3 separate regions of the Zea mays genome follow, and all the other regions are linked to region 1. The links are chromatin contacts, called in public Hi-C maps. All regions are on one chromosome and are shown on one strand. Each heading gives the region's core, a stretch centred on a gene start, on an enhancer-like site or on the middle of the called end of the contact. The rest is flanking DNA. Distances are from core to core; before and after follow the strand shown.

The links. A called contact is a pair of places that touch in the nucleus more often than the background predicts.
Region 2: a Hi-C map of tassel shows a contact between it and region 1, with 2.9 times the contacts expected there. The contact joins the promoter of LOC100192604 here to the enhancer-like site in region 1. A contact is called at or near these places in 2 of 25 Hi-C or Micro-C datasets (ear and tassel).
Region 3: a contact with region 1 is called in a Hi-C map of leaf, with 2.9 times the contacts expected there. The contact joins the promoter of LOC100381705 here to the enhancer-like site in region 1. A contact is called at or near these places in 2 of 25 Hi-C or Micro-C datasets (ear and leaf).

What each region holds. Positions count from the first base shown.
Region 1 is chr3:205,633,557-205,637,587 of Zm-B73-REFERENCE-NAM-5.0, reverse strand. It overlaps the pseudogene LOC100272503. Among protein-coding and RNA genes, the nearest start is that of LOC100192885, 16 kb to the left of the region's middle. Within about 2 kb of position 1,702, at least 18 of the 20 cell types and tissues checked have an H3K27ac peak or open chromatin away from gene starts, as enhancers often do. A contact at or near this core is called in ear, leaf and tassel, where this site is marked.
Region 2 is chr3:205,445,497-205,449,707 of Zm-B73-REFERENCE-NAM-5.0, reverse strand. LOC100192604 reads left to right here and starts at 1,492. Exons shown (of 6, transcript NM_001137819.1): 1 at 1,492-1,883; 2 at 1,969-2,466; 3 at 2,604-2,746. The coding sequence starts at 2,454. LOC100274555 reads left to right here. Exons shown (of 1, transcript NM_001148910.2): 1 at 1-1,308. The coding sequence ends at 1,126.
Region 3 is chr3:205,421,232-205,425,328 of Zm-B73-REFERENCE-NAM-5.0, reverse strand. LOC100381705 reads left to right here and starts at 1,974. Exons shown (of 1, transcript NM_001174514.2): 1 at 1,974-3,836. The coding sequence starts at 2,115. The coding sequence ends at 3,707.

The sequences.
Region 1 (4,031 bases), core at 453-2,952:
TGTTCTACACCAACACTTGAAAGAAAAAAAATGAAATATGACATCTTTTTTGAATATTTTCAATATATGATTTTTTTTCAAAAAACTTTACCAACTGTTCTTAATTTCCCTTTTACTCTTATACAAATAATTTAACTATTGCACAGACAAACCCTCTTGATGCTGATAAAAATAGAGCTCCTGCAACAACACTTGAATCACCTACAAAAAGGTCTGTAGTTCTCATCTCATCATATAGTACTACTTCCATTAGTACATTCGCTATACTATACAGCTAAACTTTCATCCTACATTCATCCAGGATCAAACAAGACCCTAAGAATCAACAAGAGTAGACGTTGTGTGCAACACAGTAAGGTAAACAATGCAGCTACAACTTCAAATAGACTAAAACTTTACTCTATGATTGAAATATCCTACCATTATTGGCTGCAGGAATACTTCTGAACATCACGCCCAAACTTCAACAAACGAAGCATATTCCTCACTATTTTGTCTATAAATATTATGTGTGCCTTCTTCTATGAAGCAAACCTTACCCTCGATATGCTATATATAATATCTATGTATTGTCATGTAATATAACCATCTATAAACTCATCAGTTGCTACAATATATTCTAAGCAAACCTTACCCTCGATATGCTATATATAATATCTATGTATTGCCATGTAATATAACCATCTATAAACTCATCAGTTGCTACAACATATTCTCATGTTATGCATATAAAATTGTTTGCTTCGGTTCGGTAAAAATATATAACATAAAAAAGCTAAACGTGCGCGCCAGCACGCCAGTTGACCTGTATAATAACCAACCGGAAAGGGGAAAAAAGGAGAAAAAATGTGCCTGACTCCCCGAAATACTGATATATATGCCATATACCTTGTATATAATGAAAGTTTATTGTACACATGTGTATACTGATGAGGTGATGAACATATTAGTAATACGGAGTCATTTTTGTTTTAATCTTCTTTTAGCAAGTATATTCTAGTGTAAGCACGCCATCTATAAGAGTGTCCATGCTAGACTCCTCAATTACGATGGAAACCGAACGCATGCTGTTGCTGTCTTGGTCAGGCAATTAAGCGAGAGGACTTCAACTCCGCTCGTGCAGAAAAGTTCACGGTGACACCTTCGATCCACGATGTTCATTAGCATAGAGACAGTGGTGGATCCAGCTCTAAAAAAATAGGTATGGAAGAGTCGCGAACAATCGAAGACATATAATATAGGAACGTAAGTAATATATAAAAGCAAATTGTATTCGGTACTATTTATCTATAACTGAATCGCGCAAACAAGACGATAAACGGTTTGGTGATCGATAAATATATGCCATAAGATAAGATTCATGATAACACCTCAGAAAAGGCAAGAACATTTTGCTTCATGCAACAATTTCAAACATACAGCAAAAGATAAACGACAAACCTGTCAATTAGGAAAAAAACTAAGATTAGTTTGTGAGTGTCAATAAATAATCATGCATTTATTTATCTTTGTAGATCTCATTGTAATCAGCACAGTGGTGCAAGCAAAATTGTAAACGAACACTCTGATAAAAAGCTATGCTTTTCGAAGTATGAAATACACAACAACAAAAAAATCGTACTGGGCCTGATACAGTGATTCCTTCAGACGTATTGCCCACGAGGCATTTTTTTTTGTTGGGTACGTGGTTGCCTCTCGCGCAGGTGTGCACAAGGCTAGGCCAGCCCAGCCCAGCAGTCCACTCGCGCATAGATCCAAGCGTTAATGCCCCGAGCGCGAGCGTGAATGCGTGATGCTGCAAGCCAAAAACCCTTCCGTTTGCGCGAGCGCCCCAGTGCCCCCAGCAACGACTAACGAGCCAACGACTGGTTGGCCCGTCGCTGCCGCCCAGCGCCAGGTGCCCAGGTCTTCTTCGGGCCCTTCGTCGGCAAGCACCACCAGGTGTGCGAAACAGAGCACCAAGCCCTAACTTACCTTTTGTATTCGGATCTGATCTAATTATTGTTGAGAACTACGTTATCGCGGATCACCAGATCCGCTCCCTTTCCTCCCGTCAACAGTAAAGGCGCGAGAAGCTGTAGAGAACCCGTCTCCCTTCCCATAAGCACGACAGAGGAAACACACGAGACACATGATATAGAGTTGGGTCTCTGACCTCTTTCTGATCTCTTCACTATATTATGAGGTGTATAGGTTCATTATATAGAGATGTGAGACCCATCGTGGGCAAAGTAGGTATTTGCCCACATAACCCTAACTAGGGTTACTTAACACTCCCCCTTGGGCGAATATCGCGACCAACACATGTCTCGTTAAAACTCCGAAAAACCCAGTGGAAAAAATATGGAGAAAGAGTGCATGGTGATACAATTGCATTTGCACTTTGTTGCCTCGTTAAAAACCTTATGTGAGAAACTTCAAGAAAACTCACTAAGGGGAAAAGAGTGCATCAACTGTCATCAGGACATATTTCGATCTTCTAGATCTAGATTACATCGAATCTTCTACAAGAGCTAAATTTAGAAATGTGCTCCCCTTGATCCTTGCAAAACCGTATCAATATGGCACAACATCTTCTTCTAAAAGTATATGCACATAAAGATTTAGCAAACAGATTGCATATCCTTGCAAGGACTATTTCAGGAACTTTACCTCTACTCACTTCTAGGATATACGAGGTAAGTGCACGTATCAATATAAATAAGCCACTTTGACTGATGGTGTTCGATCGACTGGATCTATATATTTGATAGAAAGTTCCATAAAGGTTCGTATATTGATCATCAAGCTCACGCCTTCAGGACATAGAATATGACATTTATTGTCTCACGATTATGATCAATATAAGCATTCGCTCCCCCTGACGATGACATCTGTCAAAGTCGTTATCCCTCATAACTCAAGCATATTCTTCAATATATATGTCTCATTGTTCATCTGGAATAACGAGAACGGATGAGGTTGGAGTGCTATCATTTTCTATCTTACACCACAATTTATACATAGTTGTGCAAAGCAAATAACATGTCCTTCATTAGGACTTAGGGGATAATATAGTTGCAATAGTACATATTCTAAATATGACACATCGCTCCAGGCGTTCATCCATCGCAACATCTATGATGGTGTAACAAAAGTCCATCAAAGATCGTAATCCATCAGGGATTTTTCATCGATCAGATACATCGTTATAGTCTGTCATTCTGGTACAATGGGATATTTTGCCAGTAACACCTAAACCTTATAGGTTTCTGCCATCAGGGCTTTAGAGGATACCGTAATTCCACATATGATGGAATACACGAGTGTACATACACTCGGTAAAACTCGTGACATGCACATGTGCTTATCAAGCAAACTTCAAGTCCTTTGGTTCCTCATTTCATTCATTCTCGGGTCTATATGGGTCTTTATCCCTTTATAGGGATTATCAAACTTTGGTGTTTAACACAGACTTTATTTCTTCTGGAAAGGTTCCATCAAGGAACTATAATCTCATCTAGGAGATATTCTCTCTACATAGGAGAGTGTTCATTCATCAGGAATGTATTATTCGGTAAGAGATTTATATGTTGCATATTTATAATTCAAAGATACGAGTCCTTCTAGGATCTCATGACGGATCTTCAGAATCCTATTAACTGCATATTTTAATTCATGCCATTTGTCAGATATATTACATAGCGGAACAGTGTTTATTCAACACATATGTGGGATAGATCTCTCACAAGACCACTTGAACCATCGCATTCACCACATATTATTTCAGCAGTGCCCATAAATGTCCGAACTTCAAGCTCGCGACTTTTATTTTGCGATTATTGGTTCAGCCTCGATTGCATTTATCAATGACCCGATAAGAGAGCTTAAAACACTCATGCCTAGGACTTTGTTTTGGATCCATTTGCAATCTAGAGGGACAAGATAGGTGTCAACATATTTGTCTCCCACATTTAATAATGATCTCCGTCATTTCCCAAAACGAAAGATTCATTGTTCTGTATTCCCAGCACAATGATATTGCGCGCATT
Region 2 (4,211 bases), core at 243-2,742, 190 kb after region 1:
CGAGCGCCTGCACTCCCTTGTCATCGACATGTTCTGCACCGACGCCATCGACGTGGCCGCGAAGGTGGGCGTCCCCGTCTACACGTTCTTCGCGGCGAACGCCGGAGCCCTGGCCGTCTTAACACAGACGGTGGCGCTGCTTGACGGCCGGCAAACGGGCCTCAAGGAGCTCGGGGACACGCCCATCGAGTTCCTTGGCGTGCCGCCGATCCCGGCGTCGCACATCATCAGGGAGATGCTCGAGGACGCGGAGGACGAGGTGCGCACGGCAATGGCGAAGATCTGGAAGCGCGACACGGACACCCGGGGCGTCCTCATCAATACCTTCTACTCGCTGGAGGCCCAGGCCCTGCAGGCGTTCAGTGACCCGCTGTGCGTCCCTGGCAAAGTGTTGCCTCCTGTTTACCCCATCGGGCCGTTGGTTGGCAAGGGCGGGAGCGGGACGGACGGAGGAGAGGCGGCGGAGAGGCCGCATGAGTGCCTCGCCTGGCTCGACGCGCAGCCGGAGCGCAGCGTCGTGTTCCTCTGCTGGGGGAGCAGGGGCTTGCTGTCAGAGGAGCAGCTTAAGGAGATAGCCGCTGGCCTAGAGAAGTCCGGGCAACGGTTCCTGTGGGTGGTGCGCACGCCGGCCAGCAGCGACGACCCGAAACGATTCTGGCTGCCACGCCCGGAGCCGGACCTTGACGCCCTTCTGCCGGAGGGGTTCTTGGAGCGGACCAAGGACCGCGGCCTCGTCATCAAGTCGTGGGCGCCGCAGGTGGACGTGCTCAGCAACCCCGCTGTTGGCGCGTTTGTCACCCACTGCGGGTGGAACTCGTCGCTTGAGGCCATCACAGCGGGTGTGCCGATGCTGTGCTGGCCACAGGGCGCAGAGCAGAAGATCAACAAGGTACTTATGACCGAGGCCATGGGCATCGGGCTGGAGCTGGAGGGGTACAACACAGGTTTCATCAAGGCTGAGGAGATAGAGACGAAGGTGAGGCTTGTGCTGGAGTCCGAGGAGGGGAGGGAGATTAGGACACGGGCGGCAGAGGTGAAGAAAGAAGCACACGCGGCGTTGGAGGACGGGGGATCATCGAAGGCAGCATTTCTCCAATTCTTGTCAGATGTCAAGAATATTAATTAGGTCGGGAAGTGATCAATCTTTAACCGCCCGATACAACGTAACACAAACTATTCAATAAAATATTAGTATACATATTGCTTAGGAAAAAAAATCCCATAAACAAGTAATAAAGAAAACATGTGTGTAGCAACAATATCTATATCTATACTACTTATTAAGGTAGCAAGGATAATCTGCCTCCCCGCCGTTCTGCCTTCCAACGATCTCAACTGTCCATCCACGCCTCTGTTTTCGTCCCGTCGGATGCTGCCAACGCCCGCGCGCATCCCCTGGTCGTCAGCCCCACCCATCCGTGCGAGCGAGCAACCCATTGCAGCCACCACCGCCCTACCTACTCACCTCCTCGGCGCGAACAGCCGCCGAACCCTTATCGCTCGCCCCTCGCCCGTGCCAGCAACCCCCGCCACCGCCGCCGCCCTGCCTCTCGTCCACCCCTCCGCCGCGAGATGTCGCCGGCCCCTCACCATCCTCTATCCACAGCGCGCGGGGCGTAGCCCCCCTCTAGCGCCGCTCAAGGGTGAAGGGCCCATCCGCACCCTGATGTTGGCCACCTCCACCATGCTCTGATGCCCATCCTTCGTCATGACCCCCTCCAGTTCCATTACTGACGGACGGTCCTCTTCATAGGCAAGGTAGAGATGGAGGACAGCAAAACACTAACACCCGAGCCATGCCACCACCAATCTATTCCTCCAAACCCTTCTGTACATGTGCGCTACACATACATGAGGCTCCTCCTCCTCGTCAACCCCACATGGTTCAACTGAATCTGTCCATGCTCGTGGCTTTCTTTGTTGCCTTCCATTGATGTGGTTCTTGATTCAATGTTCTAAAAGCTGCAGATGAGGCGTACTTCAGATGCAGCGTGCTCAAGTGTAGGAGATTGTCAATATCATCTTGTTGAATCGATGTGGGGGAGGATGTCTACTTGGTGAAACATCCAAAAAAGGGACTTTGTCCTTTATTTTGAATCCTTTATCATTCTGTTATTAGTACATTGGGGATGCATTATGATTGTAATAAAATATGTTCACATTTGTTCTTAAGGTGAGCCACAAGATTCAGGAATATCATTGTAGATTGTTTTTGAATTAGGCCACCTATCCTAATTTTTCGAGTTTGCATGGGCCTGCGATGCATTACGGAGGCATTTGGAGGTAGCATTTATCTTTATACCAGGTCAGTAGTTTTTAATGGCCTCTGCTTTTGTTACTCAAACATTTATGACATGAAAATGCAGGAAAGGTTATTCGTGCACCTTCTGGAATGACGCATGAGAAAATCTCTCCAGTTCATTATGATGAGGAATTAGGAAATTCCTTATTCAATGGCTTGCCAAAGTATGATTTTTTTAAAGGAGTTTTAGTATTTACTATGGTTTAATTTCTGAATCATTGAATCATCTGGGATGCATGCATGCAAAGGTAGTTTCATGTCATCTGTTGGTTGCTGAAGTAGTGTGATGGAAATTTTGCAGATGTCGTGCGGTACTACAAGCAGAACGCCGATGAAACATGGTTCGACGTCTCGCTGAATAGCCTGCTTCCCGGCTCAGTCCTCAATTGCCAGCGCCAGGTGTCAGGATGTCTCATCCAGAAAAAGCCTAATGGCTACTCAAAGGTCTGTTGTCTGTCCATGATTGAGATCTTTAGTTTTCACACGTTCTCAGTACAGTACCTGATGGTTTAGATCATGAGATTTGTGTGACCTGGGTGGAACACGTTGAGGTGGACGATAGGTCAGTGCACAACATCTACAAGCTGTTGGGGGCAAGCAGCAGTTCTGCAGTTGTAAAGAAGTACTGACCATAGACAGTGAACTTGTTAATGCACTTACACAGGCAACTTGCTTGCTTGGAATAACGTAGAGCATCAATATAAAATCTAGAATACAAACTCAGCATTTCTAAGACCTGTAAATATTTGGCACAAATTTCAAAAAAAAAGTAGGAATGGATTATGACTACTAGAGTTTATAGCATATGTACATGTAAAGGATAAAGTACATGGGTTGCTATGCAAGGCATTTTTATAAACCTCGGACGATGGGTCGAATTCCTCCACTTCACACTCCAAAATAGTGTTTGATGAGACGTCATTGAGGTTTTTAACATTCTGATGGAAACCCAGTGCATGAAATACTGTCAGTTTCTGGAATTTGAATGAAGGAGGGGGAAATGGTGCAATGATAATAGTTCTGAGTTTTTTTAGAATAAACGAGGGATGGACATATTATGACTTAAAAGCCTCAAAAGTTGATCAGAAAGCATACAAATACTCTAGGGTCATGATGAAATGTGGTGGTTATCTCTGAAATAGCACTGAAATAAAAGTTGTTGGGTCTTAAAAAATTATAAATTAAAAATACTCTGGGCAACTTGTCGTCGACCTCCACAACCGCATCGAGGCCACCACCTAACCATGGTTATTAAAACGTCGCTTAAACAACGTTTAAGCGTCGTTTAAGCGGTAAAACATGATTAGAAACTAAAACGTCCGAACGTTCTAACAAATCTGCGTAGAACGTCTGTTTTGGACGTTTAATCGTCGTTTAAACGCCGAAACACATTTTATGTCGTTTTAGACGTTCTGAGGACGTTCTAGTTACTAGTGGGCCTTCCTGGGCTTTAGGTACTCGGCTACTCACTTTCGCTTCAAACCAGCGCTGGAGGCCGCCCAGCCGCGCTTGCGACTGCAGATTGCGCCTCCTCACTCCTTAGCCAGCGCTGGAGATCTCCCGGCCAGCCGCCCAGCCGCGCCTACGACAGTGCGACCGCCCTCCTGCCCCAGGTACGCCACCGGCCCCCCTCCTCCCTCCTCCCTCTTCCCTCCACCAGTCCACCCACAGGCTAGTGGGCCGCCATGCCACTACCCAATACCCACTTGCTGCCAATGCATCCACTTGCCCGGCCAAGTTCCACTGCTCCAGTGCCCACTTGCTGCCGTTGCTTCCAGTTGCCCGGCCAAGCTCAGTGCGCTGCCACATCCACTTGCTGTCGCTGCCCTCGACAGCCCAGATCCATCTGCTGCCCTCGCTGCCCCTCACAGTGAATCACCTTTGTGGCTCGGACTAGGAGTGAGGGGTC
Region 3 (4,097 bases), core at 725-3,224, 210 kb after region 1:
ATTGTGGAAAATTTAGTTTTGTTAAAATGCAAAACATTCCGGTGTTATTCACCAGTGAGTTTTTTGGTAGGGCTCGGGAGAAGGTACACTGGTACACTATGAGGATGACATCATAGGTGATTCAGTTTGGTTCGAAAGACTCTATTATAAGTAGAGATGGCAATGGGGACCCGATCCCCGATTCCCCGCGGGGAATTCCTCCATTAGGGGATGGGGATGGGGAAGAAACTTCCCCCGCGAGGATATAAACGGGGAAAATTTATCCCCCGACGGGTAAACGGGGATGGGGACGGGGAAGCATTCCCCATCCCCGTTCCCCGCGGGGACCCGTTAAACTTGCACGTGACTATGTTTTTGTGTACTAGTTAACGACAAAAATAAATAATTACTTTATTAAGAGACCAGTAATTGTACAAATGTGTTCATTTTAATGTATGCATAATAATTTCTTATATCTGACAATGTGTATAAGTGACAATATTTAACATTGATAGCAAAGTACATATGTCTTAATTGTAACTTAAACGGGGATGGGGATCCCCGTTGGGGATTTATCCCCGCGGGGAACGGGGATGGGGAAGAAATGCTCCCCGCAAGCGTTCGTGGGGATCCCCGCGGGGAAGTTTTTTCGTCGCGGGGACGGGGATGGGGAGCTATTCCCCGGCAGGGAATTCCCCGTTGCCATCCCTAATTATAAGGCATAAATGACAGGATTATAACAGTAAAATATCTCTCTAAAACTGATAAAAAGATCTAAAACTACTGTTAAGCACTTAAACTAGAGTGCTAGAAATAAAACCCATCGCGGTTGGAGCAATCCCTTATCTTCATGGTTGTGAATTCTAATGAAGTATTTTTTTACTCAATGTAGTAATTATTTATTGTACATTTTAAAATATTTATAGATAACTTACTATAGATTTATTATATGTATGTATGGGTCAAAAGGTACTCCATATAACCAGCCCCTTGAAATCTCAAACACGGCCCTAGATGAGTGGGAGAAATATATGAAAGATCATCTTCCTCCACTTCGGAGAGACGGATAGACCATAGACGAGAGGGGAAATGACGGGAGAAAACACGGGTTACTGTTTTTTATTTTATTTTTTTCGAGCAAAACAATAATGAGAGTGACAACGTCTCTAGAGACGGCAAAATGGATCTTAATAGAATACAAGCGACCACCGAATTTTATACGTAGAAGAGACGTGTGTTGTAACTAGGATAAGATATCGACCCATGCATCTCGATTTAGTTTAACGTCTCTGCTGACTCGTTAAGATAACAAGCTGGTTCGGTTTATTAAGATAACGAGCTGACTCGGTTCATTAAGAAATCGACCTAGAGAATCTGTTCGGCTCAGCTTATTTACAAGATCGAACTGGCTCGTATAGCTTGTGAGCGACAAAAAACAATATACACATACATAAAATAATATAATCACTTACTTGTTAATTCTAACCAATTTAACACTATAAAAAGTTATAATACTCACAGTTTCATATCCATGTCAATTCACACATCAAATTAATGAGCTGACTCGGTTCATTAAAAAATCGACCTAGATAATCTGTTCGGCTCAACTTATTTACGAGATGAGCTGGCTCGTTTAGCTTGTGAGAGACAAAAACAATATACATATACATAAAATAATATAATCACTTACTTGTTAATTCTAACCAATTTAACACTATAAAAAAGTTATAATACTCACAATTTCATATCCCATGTCAATCCACGCATCAAATTAATATGAATCACTTATTAGTTCATCGAACACGGTGTAAATTTTATTTTGTTGATAAATTATTGTGTTCGAACTAACGAGCTAGCTCGAGCTCGGCTTAGGCTCAAGCTAGCTCATTAACAAACTAAGTTAAGATGCTTGCTAACTCGTGATAAAATTAAAATGAATCGAGTCGAGACGGGCTAACCACGAGTGGAATGAAATCACAAGTCCGGCTCAAGTTGCAAAATCGGACGCAAATGCTAATGCCGTAATGCGCCGAATAAAAATTTATCCCCACTTGTAATCATTAAAGTCTTTAGGTCTCAGAGTCTTGGCTTTCGTTGTCAAAACTACAAATGCCAGAACTCCGGGTGGTCTATTGATGTTATTTATAAACGCGAATGGCCAAACAGAACTGCCTGGCGCCTGCCACAGATCGAGGAAATCCCAAGGTCAAAGTAGATTCCCAAATCCTAACCAGTCGTGCGCGACTGCGCGGTGCGCCCGTGCCTCAGAGATGGATGACGTATCCGTGAAGCAGATCGCCGTTCTGTACCCCGTCGGCGGCGTCGGGCACGTCGGGCCCATGACGCAGCTCGCCAAGGTCTTCCTCCACCACGGCTACGACGTCACCATGGTGCTCATCGAGCCGCCCATCAAGTCGACCGACTCCGGCGCCGGCTTCATCGAGCGCGTGGCCGCCTCCAACCCGTCCATCACCTTCCACGTCCTGCCGCCGACCCCGGCACCTGACGTGGCCAGCTCCACCAAGCACCCTTTCCTCCTCATACTGGAGCTGATGCGCCAGTACAACGACAAGCTCGAGAGCTTCCTCCGCTCCATCCCCCGGGAGCGCCTGCACTCCCTCGTCATCGACCTGTTCTGCACCCACGCCATCGATGTGGCGACGAGGCTGGGCGTCCCCGTATTCAAGTTCTTCGCCTCAGGCGCGGGGACTCTGGCGATCTTCACCCAGCTGCCGGCGCTGCTTGCCGGTAGGCTGACGGGCCTGAAGGAACTTGGGGACAAGCCGCTTCAGTTCCTCGGGGTGCCGCCCATGCCGGCGTCCCATCTCGCCACGTCGCTGCTGGAGAGTCCGGAGGACGAGCTGTGCAGGACCTCGATGGAGATCTTGGAGCGCAACGCGGGCACCCACGGCGTACTGGTCAACACGTTCGAGTCGCTGGAGCAGCGGGCCCTCCAGGCGCTGAGGGATCCCCTGTGCGTTCCCGGACAGGCACTGCCTCCAGTCTACCCCATCGGGCCGTTGGTTGGGACTGGGACGGGCAGACAGGAAGGCGACGGCGGCCCTCAGCACGAATGCCTCGCGTGGCTGGACGCGCAGCCGGAGCGCAGCGTCGCGTTCCTCTGCTGGGGGAGCAAGGGCGCCCTACCCAAGGAGCAGCTCAAGGAGACCGCCGTTGGCCTGGAAAGATGTGGGCAACGGTTCCTGTGGGTCGTGCGCACGCCGGCAGGCAGGGACGGGCCCGGAAGATACTGGGAGCAACGTGCCGAGGCGGATCTGGACGCGCTCTTGCCGGAGGGCTTCGTGGAGCGGACCAAGGACCGTGGCCTCGTCGTCACGTCGTGGGCGCCGCAGGTGGATGTGCTCAACCACCCCGCTACAGGCGTATTCGTCACCCACTGCGGGTGGAACTCGACGCTGGAGGCGATCGCGGCGGGGGTGCCGATGCTGTGTTGGCCACTGGCGGGCGCGGAGCAGAGGATGAACAAGGTGTTTATAACCGAGGACATGGGCGTCGGGATGGAGATGGAGGGCTACATGACAGGTCTCATCAAAGCTGAAGAAATTGAGGGAAAACTGAGGCTAGCGTTGGAGTCCGAGGAGGGGACGAGGCTTAAGAAACGAGCGCTGCAACTGAAGAAAGAGACGGAGGAAGCGATGGAGGACGGTGGCTCGTCGGAGGCGGCATTTCTCCGATTCTTGTCAGATGTTGCAAATGTTAGAGGCTGATTGGTTACCCGCATCAGTCTATTATGATTGTATTGGTGAGCCAGGCTAGATAAAATTTGTTTTGTTTATAAAAATATCAAGATATGAAATCGGTTATATAATTAAATATTTAGGCATATGTTTGGTGTGCAGCCATATTTGTGGTAACATTTTTCTCATGTTGCATAGGATCCACTCATCATAAAAATATGACAAGATTTTGTTTTAACATGCTAAAGTATGGTGAAGAATTCAAACGTCTAATTTTAAACAAGTGTGACAAAATATGTAGCAATCTTTAGCATCTTAGAGCATCTCCAAGAGAGGACTTAAGTCGGGTCATATATTCAAATATAGGAGTTAAGATCTCAAAATAGCTTTCAACAAAGTTGTTATTTTATAAATTTCTAT